Regions from separate parts of the Zea mays genome. Here region 2 is linked to region 1. A link is a contact called in public Hi-C data. All regions are on one chromosome and are shown on one strand. The core of a region is the stretch at or near the end of the contact, and the rest is flanking DNA. Distances in the headings are between cores, read along the strand shown. Region 1 holds the start of LOC103637334. Region 2 holds the start of LOC100382351 (DNA binding).

Evidence for each region. Hi-C and Micro-C count contacts between places; a contact is called where the count stands out from the background.
Region 2: a Hi-C map of tassel shows a contact between it and region 1, with 3 times the contacts expected there. The contact joins the promoter of LOC100382351 here to the promoter of LOC103637334 in region 1. A contact is called at or near these places in 2 of 25 Hi-C or Micro-C datasets (ear and tassel).

The regions. Positions count from the first base shown.
Region 1 is chr8:140,900,429-140,906,932 of Zm-B73-REFERENCE-NAM-5.0, reverse strand. It overlaps LOC103637334, which reads right to left and starts at 2,850. Exons shown (of 3, transcript XM_008659553.4): 1 at 2,293-2,850; 2 at 323-1,371. The coding sequence starts at 2,498.
Region 2 is chr8:141,065,988-141,073,025 of Zm-B73-REFERENCE-NAM-5.0, reverse strand. It overlaps LOC100382351 (DNA binding), which reads left to right and starts at 2,042. Exons shown (of 5, transcript NM_001175097.1): 1 at 2,042-2,624; 2 at 2,714-2,873; 3 at 2,954-3,104; 4 at 4,669-4,736; 5 at 5,323-6,213. The coding sequence starts at 5,434. The coding sequence ends at 5,997.

The DNA.
Region 1 (6,504 bases), core at 1,601-4,100:
TATGACTCAGTTTATAGAAATTAGATTCTCGGTTTCTTAAAAACCAAGAAGCTGGCCTCTCTTAGCTAAAAGATAAAAAACTGGTTTCTTAAAAACTGGGTTGCTTCCAAACAGGGCCTAAATAAACCTTATCTATTGTTACAGTTACAATCACAAATACTATTCCTGTGTACATTCATGTAATTGACCTATCTAATTGGAGACAGTAGATAAGGTTTGCTTTAAGTTTCACCCCCCAAAAAACAAATACAGTGCAACAAAAAAGGAAAAAAAAAGTTTTCGAAAAACAAAAAAGGAAAATAAGAATGACACTGACTTTTACCTTCCTCTAGAACATCCTCCTCCAAAGTAACAGCATCAAGAAATCCATCACAATCAGGGCAGTCATCATTGAGAAATCTAGCTGTGCATGGGTCAGCATTCTTGGGAGTAACAGCATTTAGAGAACGTTTATGATTGATGTGTGATGTATCTAATAATGTATCCAAACTTGAAGTGCCTGAGCTGTAGGAACAGTTATTTACATCAGTTGGAAAAATAGTTTTTGCCCTCCTACTTGATTCAACCAAATTGGGTATCTGGCCTCCTGGGTATTGACTACAAGACTGGCCTGAAGGGTCCCAATGATAATAAGTTCCAGACACTTCTGAATCTTCACATAACAGTGATAGAGGGTGATGCTTATCTTTCTTACTCAAACTATCATAGGATTGCCCAATATTGGACCGTTTCTTTTTTATGGATGACTGGGACTGCTCACCCAATTTTATCCCATCGGCACTGGACAAATCATAGCCAAAGCTTGATCCACTTTCAAGAAGAGGTACATCTGAAACAATTCCTGAACCAGACTTCTGCTTGAAAACATTTTTTGTTCCAATCTCCCTAAGATCTCTCATACGCTGGAATCCATGAACTGAATCATCCTCATGATCTTTATGTCCCTTCCACTTCTTCCTTTTTGACGATGCATACCTAGTGCTTGAAGAGGATAAATTTTGTGGCTGTTTATACAGTGTCAATGTTTGAGACAACTCTTGAGCTGAATTTATTTCTATATCATACAAACTCCTTGCACCACGAGATTTTTTGCTGAGCCCATTTATATTTATAGACTTTGCAGAACATATATTCTGGGATGCACATATATCATTGTCCGCGTCCTCTTCAAGATCATCACAGTTATTTGGAAAATGAGACCTTTCGATTTCAAGGGCATGCATAATGGCATCCTCTCTGCGAACATATCTCCCTTCAGTATGTGTCTTCTTTTGCCGGCGAACTAGAGCCTTGGCTTTTTCTATACATTCATCATATTCTCCACAACGAAATGACTTCACACGTTTAGATTTCTCAAGATTATACCAGTCACTGTGGCAAAGTCCAACACAGCAAGTAAGATAGACTGATGATGTTCAGTGCTACAGACAGAAAATATCTGAAAATGCAACGGAAGTGTGATAAACATTAATCTATGCACTTGTTTGGGAAGTTAAAAGCGAATACTGAAGCCTAAAACATGCATACAACTTCAAATGATCAGCTCACCAGAATGAATAAAAATTTCAAATCCAACTTCATATAGGGTAATATTTTCTTAGTATTAGCACAATTTCTAAACTACAGAAAGACTTGGAGAGTATGTTCCTAGATCAAACATACACCAAAAAAATAGACAAGTCTCTGTGCATGCAATTTTAATCTATGTCTTAGCTTTAAGAAATGCATGAATTTGTTTGCCGCCCCCCCCCCCCCCCCCCCCCCCCCAACAAAAAAAACATGCATAGAAACGTAAGCTTCTCCTTATCACCTAAGGGTTACTTATGATACCTATATTACTCTCTAGGTTCAGGCAACAGGGGGCTGAGAGATACGTTCAATTGATGCTGCCACCATGTGTAACAAGAACAACATCTAGAGGTAAGGGTAAGCACCCCTATTTAGATATGGATGCAAACATCCAAAAAAAACATATATATTTCAGTGATAATAATTAGATTGAGTTAGCTATACACTTCCGAGGCCCTAAGATCAATCCAGCATACATAGTACCCTCCTTTTTGAATTTCTCAATTTCTCATTGTACCTAAATCAAAAGTTTCACCCAAAAAACGGTTCCTTGCTTGACTTGAGAGTGAACACAACATGAGAGAGTTATGCAATGACCATTAGACCAAGGAGAAAAAGTAGCGGCAACAGATCATCAGAAGCCAGAAGAATCAACGCATGAACAAGGAGCATAACAAATTGATTACAGAGAGCAACAGGGGTAGAGCGAGGGTTTGTACGGACATGCTGCCGTCTGGGCGGCCGAGGAGCTTGATAGGTGTGCCGGCAGAGCGCGGCGGGATGACGATGTTCTCGGGAAGCTCGCCCATGCCGAGGATCCGGCCAGGCCACCAGGATCCGTTACGGCGGCGCACCCAGACGAGCGCTCCGACCTCGGCGTCCGGCCCCGTCACGCCGCCGGGCCACTCCTCTCCCGCGCAGCTCCCCATCACCCTGTATGTATGCAACCCCTATCTCACCACCACCACCACCACCACCACCACCATCGCCTCTCCTCTCGCTCCTCCCCCAACTAAAGTCAATAAACCTCCTTTTTCTTGTCCAAGAGATCAGGAAGAGCCTTAGGAACCGAGAAACGGCTTGTAGGAGATGGCTCTGCGAGCCCGGGTAGCGGCGACGGCTGCCTCCTGGAGGCGGTGGTTCTCAGTGTGCAGGTGGGGAGAAGAGGTGGAAGGAGCGGAGGGGGCAGGGTCCCGGGAAGGAGGAAGAAGGGATTGGGGGCACAGGGGTGTGCGTTGGGCCGTTTTGGGTGCTCACGATGGAGCAAATGGGCTCCGAGAGGACCCAAAGCCCATTTTCAAAGACAGTATCAGTACGTCACGGTTAGAATGAAAACAGACAGAAACGGTATAGAAAATCTCTCACGTTTTCGTTACCATATTTTTTTATCGAAAACGGGAGCGAGGACAGTTTAGCCGAAAACGAAAACGGTTACAGGATATACAGTTACACAAAACAGATTAAAACGAATGGATATGCAACAAAAACTCTAAATCTAAACTTTGTTCATCAACATTCTTCAATAATCGACCCTAAACTTGTGGATACATAAGATAAGACGGAATATCATGTACAGTTGTAACATGTTAATATAATAGCATCAAATATTACGCAAGCATGCCATAGAGGTTACGACTAAGCTAGTATTTTTTTGTATTTTTATTTTTTTGCTACCTAAAACGGGATTCTGAAAATGGGGAACACGGGAATATCCCAGTAAAAAGTGGATTTCGGAAATACTGTCGGAAAAACACTGAATCGGTTTCGTTCCCGTTCCCGCAATATGCCATCCTGTTTCCATCACGTTTCTGTTTTTCCCGATGAAAATTATCCGAATAAAAATGGAACACGGTACCAGATGAACCAGGATTTTTCCTATTCGTTTTCATCTCTGATCACGGTGGAAAAAGTCTACGTGACCTTCTTCGGCTCTGCGACTCCAATTTACCTCCTCAGTTATAAAACCGTATGATGTCTGATTTAGCGATTTAGCGTCTTACGCTCATTTAGATAAAGACTTGTGTTTGGTTGTAATGACAAGACGGGACGAGATAGGATGATCTTTTAGATAAGGCTATTTGGTTGAGGATCAGGATTTGGAACACGACCATCTCAGTCTGTTCCCGGTTGTCCGTCAAAATTGAATAGACGAGAGAGGACGACAAGGGACATAGCTGTCCCTAACTGTTCCAGCTGTCCCACAACCTAATACACTATAAAATTTTATCCCATCATATTAGATATTTGAACATTAGTTACAAATATTAATTATAATCTAATTACAAAATCAATTATAAAAGTAAGGACTAAACGATAAGACGAGTCTATTAAACTTAACAAATTCATGATTGACTCATACAATGCTACAACAAAAACATTCGTTAATTATGTGTTAATTAGGTTTAATAAATTAACTATATAATTAGTTTTGTAATTAGAAATACTCGTAATTGGTATGACGTGTACTGAACTTTGGTCAGGTAACCAAATACCCCCTTACTCAACAACTGCGACGCTACATTAGCCATTCTATGTAGCACTACATCAACTATGAGCCCAAAAATGATAAATTGAACTTTCATGATACTATAGGAAGATCAAATGTACTTTATAAAAGAATCGTAAAAATATTAATATTACAATATTTTTATAAAATAAATATACATTTAAAATATATATTTATTATTTAAATATTAGTAAAAATGTATCTATATTGAGCTAGGAAAACTGGACTTTTTATCTTTGTACGTAGAATCGTGCTCTATGTTGAGCTAGGAAAGAATGATTTTAGAAAATACTAGCAAAGTGTTCAACACGTAGTTATAATTTCTATTTATTCTTAAGTATAAAATATAAAACAAAACTAAATTTGTATTATATTGGTTGTTAGTTAGATGAGTGTGAATGTGGGTTTAGAGTCAACAAACATGACTTGAATTTCTATTTATGCATAATTTTAGTATTTTTACTATTTAAATGTAGAAATGTAGGAGAACACAACATCGGTGGAAAACGAATCAAAAAAACTAGTGATTTAGGCCCTATTTGGAACAGCTCCAGCTCTAGTAAATTTAGTGAGTTGGTATAATAAGTCATTAGGTGCTTCAGAAAATCATGGAGCTGAAGCTGTAAGCCTTTAGAAGACATTAACATAAGTCATTTTATTTATTATTTAAATTAAATATATTTTTAAAAACTATTTAAATTGATATTATAAACTACGCTCCACAACCGAGCTAAAAACTGGAGTCATCCTAAACACTCTATTAATATAGCATAAAGTCCAGTATTTCAAGCCTGTCCAAACTACCATCTGCTCGACCACGTGCTCTCGACGTGTGCGTAGACCTACGATGACGATGATGGACGACAAAGCAATCGCATCCATTCGGTTGTTATGAGCTTTGCAAATGGAAATCTGACAAGTCGCATGTGCGAATGCTTCAATGATCCTGCACATACCATTTTCGTTATGTCCTTCGAAGAAGACATTGATAATGTAACATGATACATGTTATGTTATGAATATACAATTAGAACTTCAAATTATATTTTTATTTAATTTTAATCGCATGCCTTGATGGTTAAGCAAGATATTCTTTGAAAACTCACTATCGAACAAGAGCGAAAGGGTAGGGAACATGCGAACAAGCTAGTCATATAATGATTAGACATGTTCAAATATCGGGTCAAGTCGGATCAAAGTCGGTCGTGGGCCGTTTGGCACTGCCAGTACCCGACCCGTGTCTAGTGCCAAGTCAGATCGAGTTGGCTCGTGCTTCTCTGTTGGGATTGATCAGGTTTTTTGGCTTTGGGTTAGATTTTTTCGGGTTGGGTTAGGTTTTGGGTCAAAATCATGGCATGTGTCTGACCCGTGGATTGTTGCGGGTCAAAAACTATAGCATGTATCCACCCATTGTATTGGTCGGATCGGGTCGAGTTTTTTCGGACGAGTAGGTTCGGGTTGGTCGGGTAGGGTGGCACATGATTAGGTCTAATCATAATAGATTTGATAAAAGAATGGCTCCACGACATATAGAACAATGAGACGAATCTAGTGGTGTTGGTTTTCATAGGAGATGTTTAAGGTGGCTGAAAATGCTTACCAAAGTTAGAATTTTGAGTTTAGATCTACAGAGTAGGAGATGAGACCGTGAAAATAGAGACTCCATCTGAAAGGGCACTTCAAGATCAACATGGTGATGTATAGATACAGAGGTGAAACATCTAGGCTCTTGTTTAGGGTTTGGTAATTAAGTACAATGCTTGTAGACTAACCTTTCTATTGAGCATGTTACTAAAGGTAGGCTTGTTCATAAGAAGAGTTGAGTATCGTCATGAATATGGTTGATGGCATGTTAGAAAGTTCAATCAAACATGGCAAGAAGGTAAAGACTAGAGTGAGACATGGCTATGAAGAACCATATCCATGTGAGAGAGTGAAAGGGCAAGTTAGAGCCTTACGATATGATGGACTACCGAGGCGGTGAAGTGGAAGTAGCGAGTTTAGCACTGATGGCCCAAGGCAACGAAGAAGATCAAGTAAGGCAAGGGGATGGGCATAAATGCAATGTGATGCTTTGTGTGATCCATATCACTTACAAAGAAAAACTCAAGAAATTGATGATAATATCAAGTGGCTTAGTAAATATGTTGAACAATGTTTCCTTGTGGGCATTAATTTGAAGGAAACTTAAAATGCACAAGACAAAGGTATAAAACACAGGGTTTTTCATTTTGCCGAAAATGAGGTATTACAGAGAAGTTTAATCTGGTGAGGTTTACGATACATAGTCGTACTATCAAAGGAGCAAATTTGTTTGCATGTTGGCTATCTAGTGCCACTTGAGAAGTCCTAATTGCGTTGACATTAGACACGAGTGGGTTCAAAATAAATTTGAAACCCTTCACAAAATAATTTTGAAAAAAATACTA
Region 2 (7,038 bases), core at 793-3,292, 170 kb before region 1:
TTCTCAATTGTCTAATATTGTGGATGATCATGATTTTGTAATGATATATGTGGTTGATTCCCATCATGGATGGAGTTGAAGTATTTTTTTTGAATCACGTTATATGAAGTGTTGTAGGCATGTCATGCACATTGCATCATCCATCTTGCATTCTGAAGTTATGTCGTGATCTTATGGTCCGACTGTACCGGTACATTTTTAGCATCGTACGTTGCCCGAGGAGGGGTACGATGCGGCTTCATATCCTTAGAGGTATGAAGGCAGAAGTCATCCTTGCATTTGCAGACATTTGCACTCATGAGGTATATATGAAGTGTGACATTACTATGTTACTATTGTGGTTTCTACCTGCGAGGTGTGGTGACTAGGTGTGTTGTACGTTGTATACGTGCTGCACCTTCGTAATAAGAAGGTTGTGGAATCAAGTGGTGGTAAAACAATGTTCTTATGTGGTTAAACAATTTGATATTATTTTACTTGCTGAGATGTGTCATCTCACTCTTGCATTACTCAATGCAGGTACTTGATACATGTTGGGAATGAGGGGAGTAGCAGCACGTCCACTTTCACTCTCACAATAGCGCTGCCCAGGCGCAGCCATGATTTAATTAGAAATTTATTGTCAAAGGAAGTTTGTTTTTTTAACTAGTCGTGCGCACTAGTTAATTTAGTTCATGTTGTATGTTTAACTTCTCTTTGCTAGCCGATTAATAATACTTAGTATGTTCTTGTCATGATATATGTTTATACACTGTTGCTCCCTCATTTATGCAATTTTGCAAAGGGGATGCTGCCGAAATTTTATATATAGATGTCAGAAGTGTTGTTTAGTATCATTCCGGGGTGTTTGTGGACCTCGGGGTGTTACAGAGGAGAAGTATTCTCAAAGTCAGATCGAGTTGAGTCAGGTCTCTGCGGCTTTGGATGATGCCAACGCTCTGAGTTCTTCTCTTCATGCTCAGCTTGACTCTGAGAAGGTAGCTTTCGAACCTGTGCTTCGCCTTATCATGCTCTTGGATTCTGAATGAGTTGATTTTTGCTTGTAGGAAGAAAAACGCATCCTTGCTGCTTCTCGCGACAACTTGGACAGACTGTACCGAGATTCCAGCAACTCGCTGACCATCTTGGAGAGGAGCCACCGTTTTACGATGGAGGAGCTTGACAACCAGCGCCGTCAACTGCAAGAATCCTCGGATGAAGTGGCCCGCCTTACACAGTTGCTATCGGCAAAGGATGCCACCATCAAGGGACTCCGAGCTTCTAAGAAATCCATTGCTCAGGAGTTAGAAACTGCTCAGCAGGCTGTTAAAGTTGCTGAAGAAGCTGCTGTCACTTTCAAAGCTCAACGCGATAAGGCCCTGGACAAAGCCATTCGGGCGGGACGAATCTTGATGAGAAGACCCGGCGTGGTTGTCCCTGAAGATATAAAAGCCGATGTGAATGCTGCCCCTGATTCCTCGAATCGCCCCTCTTCATCAGTCGTTCCTGAAAGAGACATTGGAAAATAAAGAAACAGTTCGCGTGCTCTGAGCGCGCAGTTGGCATGATCAAGTACTCGTTAGAGGTTATCGGCTTATCATTCGAGTAACGTGATTACTCCCTTATTGTATCAGAATTTATTAGTTTGCAAGTTTGTGGTAACGCTGCACGATGATTATGAAATTTGTTTGTGGGATATGGAGATCATCCCTTGAACTGCATAAGCGCGAGTCTGCTATCTCTACTATACCTTAAGGGTACAACGAGGGCGTCCACAGGCACCGTGCCCCCGCCGCGGTGCCCCCGGCCTCCCTCTCACTGCGCGTTCGCATTCGCCAATTCCGCCGCCTCCTCCTCCTCCTCCCCTGTGTCCGAGATCTCGCATCCGCTCCATCTATGGAAGGCCACCACACGCCGTGCCCAGCCATCCTCGGATTCCGCCACCCCATCCTCGGATTCCAAGCGTCGTCCACCCCACGTGCCCCTGCCCGACGACCCCGTTCCTCGCGGCGCTTGGCTTCAGCGCCGCGACCGCCGCGCCATCCCCACCCAGCACCCATCCGCAAACCCACTCCCATGACTGCCCCCGCCTGAAGACCCCGTTCCCCGCGACTTCGGTGCCGCGACCATCGCGCCATCCCCACCCATCCGCAACCCCGCTCCCCCGCCGCGCCATCCCCACCCATTCACAACCCCATCCCCTGCCGCCCCTCACGTGATCACCCATTCGCGACCTGCCCCCTCCCCTCCCCCGATGGGACAGGGAGCAGCAAGGTCACCACCGGAGACGACCTCGATGGGTGGCGGCGCCGAGGACGGAGGTGGTGTCACAGTCTATGGGAGGAAGGAGATCATGATGGGGGAGCAGTGCCAGTCGATGGACTTCTCTGGGGTCATCTACTACGACGCTGAAGGCCACCACGTCGCACAACCGCCGCCGCGGCGCTAGCCTGATGCCCGCCTCCGTGACCTCGCCGCCAATGCCCACACCGCGCTCGTCTTCAGTGGGCTGGACAGTGATACCCCGCGACGGTGGTGTAGTGGGAGTGGGACGGCGAGGAGGTTAAGGGCGGCGACGGCGAGGTGCAGAGCTCCTACGGGCTCCGCCATCAACACTATGGATACACTCCAAGAGGCCCCTTCAGGTGAGCTTCAGTTTCTCCACGGGCAACGGATCTTGATCGGCCTTAGCAGCTTAGGCTAACTACAGCGGCCCCCTCCCCTTCCCCCTCAGCTCCATTGGAGGCTACAGCTGCCCTCTACACTATACAGTTTACAGTATATTTCTTCTTCTCGGAGGAGGATGAACAGATTTCCAGCACCCTGTTTTCAACACCGAGGAGGATGAACATTCTACGAAATCAAAAGGACCCCTTAAGTTCTACAACTCGGAGGTGTGTATTTTTGCTGATTTCACTCCTTTGCATTAGAACTCAAGCTGTTTCCTGATTCTATTCTATTTCTATATTTTCAGATCCACACGACATCATTCTGTTTGTCCTCTTTTGCAAAGAGGGTAATTGAGTCAAAGGCAGTGTACCGAGGCACCTCCCATTGGAATGGCGAGTGCTGATCTGAATGGGAGATATTTCTATTACTGAGATTCAGACTCCAATACAATATAGGTATATTTCGCTCACACCATACTGCCTCAAATTATATGGATCTACGTAGCTTTACCTCTATTTATGTGTTAATTGACATTGAGACTCCAATACAGACTTATTTAGCTTTTAGACTGCTGCAAATTGAATTAATAGGCTTTCTAGGACACTGCATGGCCTGAGCATTGCCACAGAAATAATATCAATAATTTTTTTCCTAATACCCATAGGTTTTACACATACAAAAGAATATTTTATACCTTTGCAACTAAGAGATTAATCGAAAAGCAGGATCAGGTTTACACCTTTTCACCTCCCTTGCAACCACTGGCAGACTGTATACACTTTACTACTACATGTCTGCATCATCACATTTTTTGTAGTCTTCACCTATCATTTTTTGGTAACTTAATATTTCCAAAATGTATCAACTCCAATTTTTATTTTCAAGTCATCGGTCCAGAGTAAGGAGAAGACTGAAGAGCATAAACAGATGCAAGCTAACTTATAAACATATACTAAGCAAATAAGGACACCCCTTTATAGACAAACATTCATGTCAACCTGATATTGTTTCTAATTTTTAAGAAATTGGAACCGACGAAAGGACACTAAGAATAGATAGAAGATAATGTTACTCCCTTAAAATATTAGAAATTTCTACAAATAAATCCATAGTCTCAAACGAATTACTAATTAGAATAAAAAGACAAAAACATGAGTATATAAATTGGTGATTGTATAACTACATCCCCTAATCTCTACAAACATACACAATAGGAGCATGTCTGATATAATATAATGGCTCATGGATTCAAATAGAAACTCCAATATTATCAGGGAGTCCTTTGGATAGGCATAAATCAGAAGAGATAGTCATAGCAGATAAAAATACTTTGACAAACCTTTAGAAGTAACGAAGGTAGATAATAAAATTAGCTACAAATGTAATTAGGAGAAGCATAGTGTACACCTAATCAGTCCATACTTTGTAGTTACTTAATTCGGAGCGGTGGGCGGCCGCTCCCTGCCCCCGCTCCATCTCGCCAGAGAAGGCAAAGATCTAGCTGCCAAGTTCTCTCTGTGTGAATCAAACGATACGTCCAAGTATGGATCTGAGTCCCTAGATCTACATGTATAGGTTCAGAGGACTATGTTCTATATTACAGCTTCTGCTCAACGCCAAGTAGATGTATTGGTGGGCCTGCTTCTTCAACATCATCATCTCCTCACCCGATGCTGCTTACCTCTCCTCAGTCCTCACCACTCCCCTCATGGTGAATGACCCTTCTGGCAGTTTTCCCAAATCAAGTCTGAATCGAGCACTTCAGTTGAGAGTAGTCACTCTGGAGTAGAGCAATGGAGAATTCATTTGCACCTCTACATATTTTTCAGTGGCACACATTTCTCTTAATGTCAACAAATCACAAAGAAGGGGATCTTGTTTATGTTAGTGGTAAGGTTGGTGAATAACCCTTCTGGCCGTTTTCCGTAATTATGAAGAATGCATGCATGCCTTTTTGTTCTTTCTTTCTTTCCCTCCATTCGCATGTCAGTGAGTTATTTTTCTTTTGAGCTTTGACAGGTGGGTGTACCAATTTACTTAGAAGGAACAAAAGCTATGGAAGAGGCAAAAATCAAGAATATTGAAAGGTGGGTGTACCAGTTTACTTAAGACAGCCTCCAAGCATTGTTTCTGCACCGATTTATGAATAACTATAATATTATATCTATGCAATTGCCAATATTAAGAGTACATCATTTGCATCTGTTATGATCCCTTCTATTTTCTTATCTATGGTTTGTTTATATATTGTGAGATTGACTATTGCGAGAGCATCAGATGTTTTCTAAGTGAGAAAGAGAGATTTCTCATGCTTGTATGTTCAACTTCACGGTTAGTTTGTTTTCGTCCTTCCCTTTGCTTGAGCTTGGACGGATGGATGAAGCTGAGAGAGCTGCTTGATAAAAATGACTTCTGGTCACAGCATAATGTATGTCCTTGATGTGGTTGTAGTTAGTTTCAGTAGTTAAAAGCATCTCATAGCTACCTTTGAGCAGATTTAGTCTTTAACAACCAATCAGGCACCAATTCTAATTGTTTCTATGTTCTTGAGGATGGGGGTTGTGTGATTTTACCTATCTATTGTGTTGCTTTAGAAGTAGATGTGATTTTGTGTTTCTTCAAGAATGCTCATACAATGTAGGAACTTATTCTTACATGATCAAATGTTTACAGCTGACTGTACCAGAAGGTTCTTTTTGCAACCTCAATTTGAGATTTAAGGTCGGATTACCACCAGAGGCAGTATACAATATCATAATCGAGGCGGGCAACAAGGGCTTGTGGATGCTGGACATCCTCAAGAAGTTGCTGATGGCCCCCAACATCGCCACCAAGGTCGTGCGCACCCTCGTGGCAAGCGGGCTTCTCAAAGAGGTCAGCGACGTGCGCCACCGCAGCAGGAAGATCTTCATGGCCACCGACTTCCAGTCCTTCGCCGAGATCACCGGGGGCACCTGGTACCACGACGGTCGCCTAGACACCGACGCCGTAAGCACCGCGCGCCGCTGCTGCCAGGCGCAGGTCGAGAGGCTCGGCGCCGCGACCGCGCAGATGATCCACCACGACATTCTCAAGGAAGACCCCAGGGCCGGGTACACTATCGACAAGGTCAAGGATATCATCAAGACCATGGTGCTCGAAGAGGTCAAGAGCACCGGCACGCGGGATTTTAGCGCCGTTATGGCCGGCACAATGTGCTATCGGCTGGTGACTGGGGCTCCGCAGGGAGGGATGATGGAGGGAATCCATTGTGGGATTTGCCCCAGGACTCATGAGTGCTCGCCGGAGGGGATCATCTCACCCAGCACCTGCGTTTACTACAAGAAGTGGTTGCAGATGGACTTCTAGGCGGTGACGATGAGCCCTCTTCTGTCCATCGCGATGGGGTGTTGGATTGTGATACTCATATTAATAATCATCTCTATAGTTATTTCTACTTAGTCCTTTTAGCTTGGTATAATCATTCATATGTATTTATTCCACCAAGTTTAGATGTCTTTACTGAGTACCATATCAACTTCCTAAATATTTAGGTAATCGGCAAACCTTTCAGCTCTTCTATCTACTGAAGTCATGTATTGAGCATGTGAACCCAAAGTGTTTCTGTTCGACTACAGCCAAAGGGCCAACAAAGATGCGCCTTCTACTACTCTATGAACATAACATGAAGCAGAGACAATGCTTATATGACCATGTCTATAACTTCATCCTGTGCTACTGGTACATAGTTGGTGAGTGTTTCATGTTCTACTAGAAAATGAACATAACATGAAGCAGACAGTTCAGTTTTATTTTCTTAGAGTTAATTACCGGTTCACCATGAAGTTATTGTTATTTATATATTCCAATTTTATTTTCTTCTTGGAGCGAATTACCAGTTTGTCTGGAAGTTACTATTATCTATAACCATGCTCTCATCCGTGTTTTCACTTTCTATATACCCTCTATCCCAATGTGCTCCATATTCTATCAAACCAAAACAACAGTATGATATTATATCCCTTGCAACGATCCAAGATCTCTATGATATATGACCATGCTCTCATTTTTATTTGCATTTTGTAATTATCTATTTCAGCTTTATGGACAACCAGCGCTCGCATCATCGTGCTCGGATCCGCCTCCGAACGGGGCCAATCTCAAGGACACCGTCGCAGTTGAGGTGGCGCGGGCCAAGGGCCTCTGGATGGTGGGGAGGCAGCGGTGGCGACGGTGGGGTGCAGCTCACTAACAAGCTCGAGATCTTCAAGATCGACAACTTCGATCCCCTCCCGTGATCCTCGCCCCCGTCCCGTCGCGATCCCCTCCCCACCCCCACTCCCACCCGCACAGATGATTGCCCCCGCTCCCCACTGATGGTCCGCGTCTGTGCCCCCGCCCGCTCCCCCA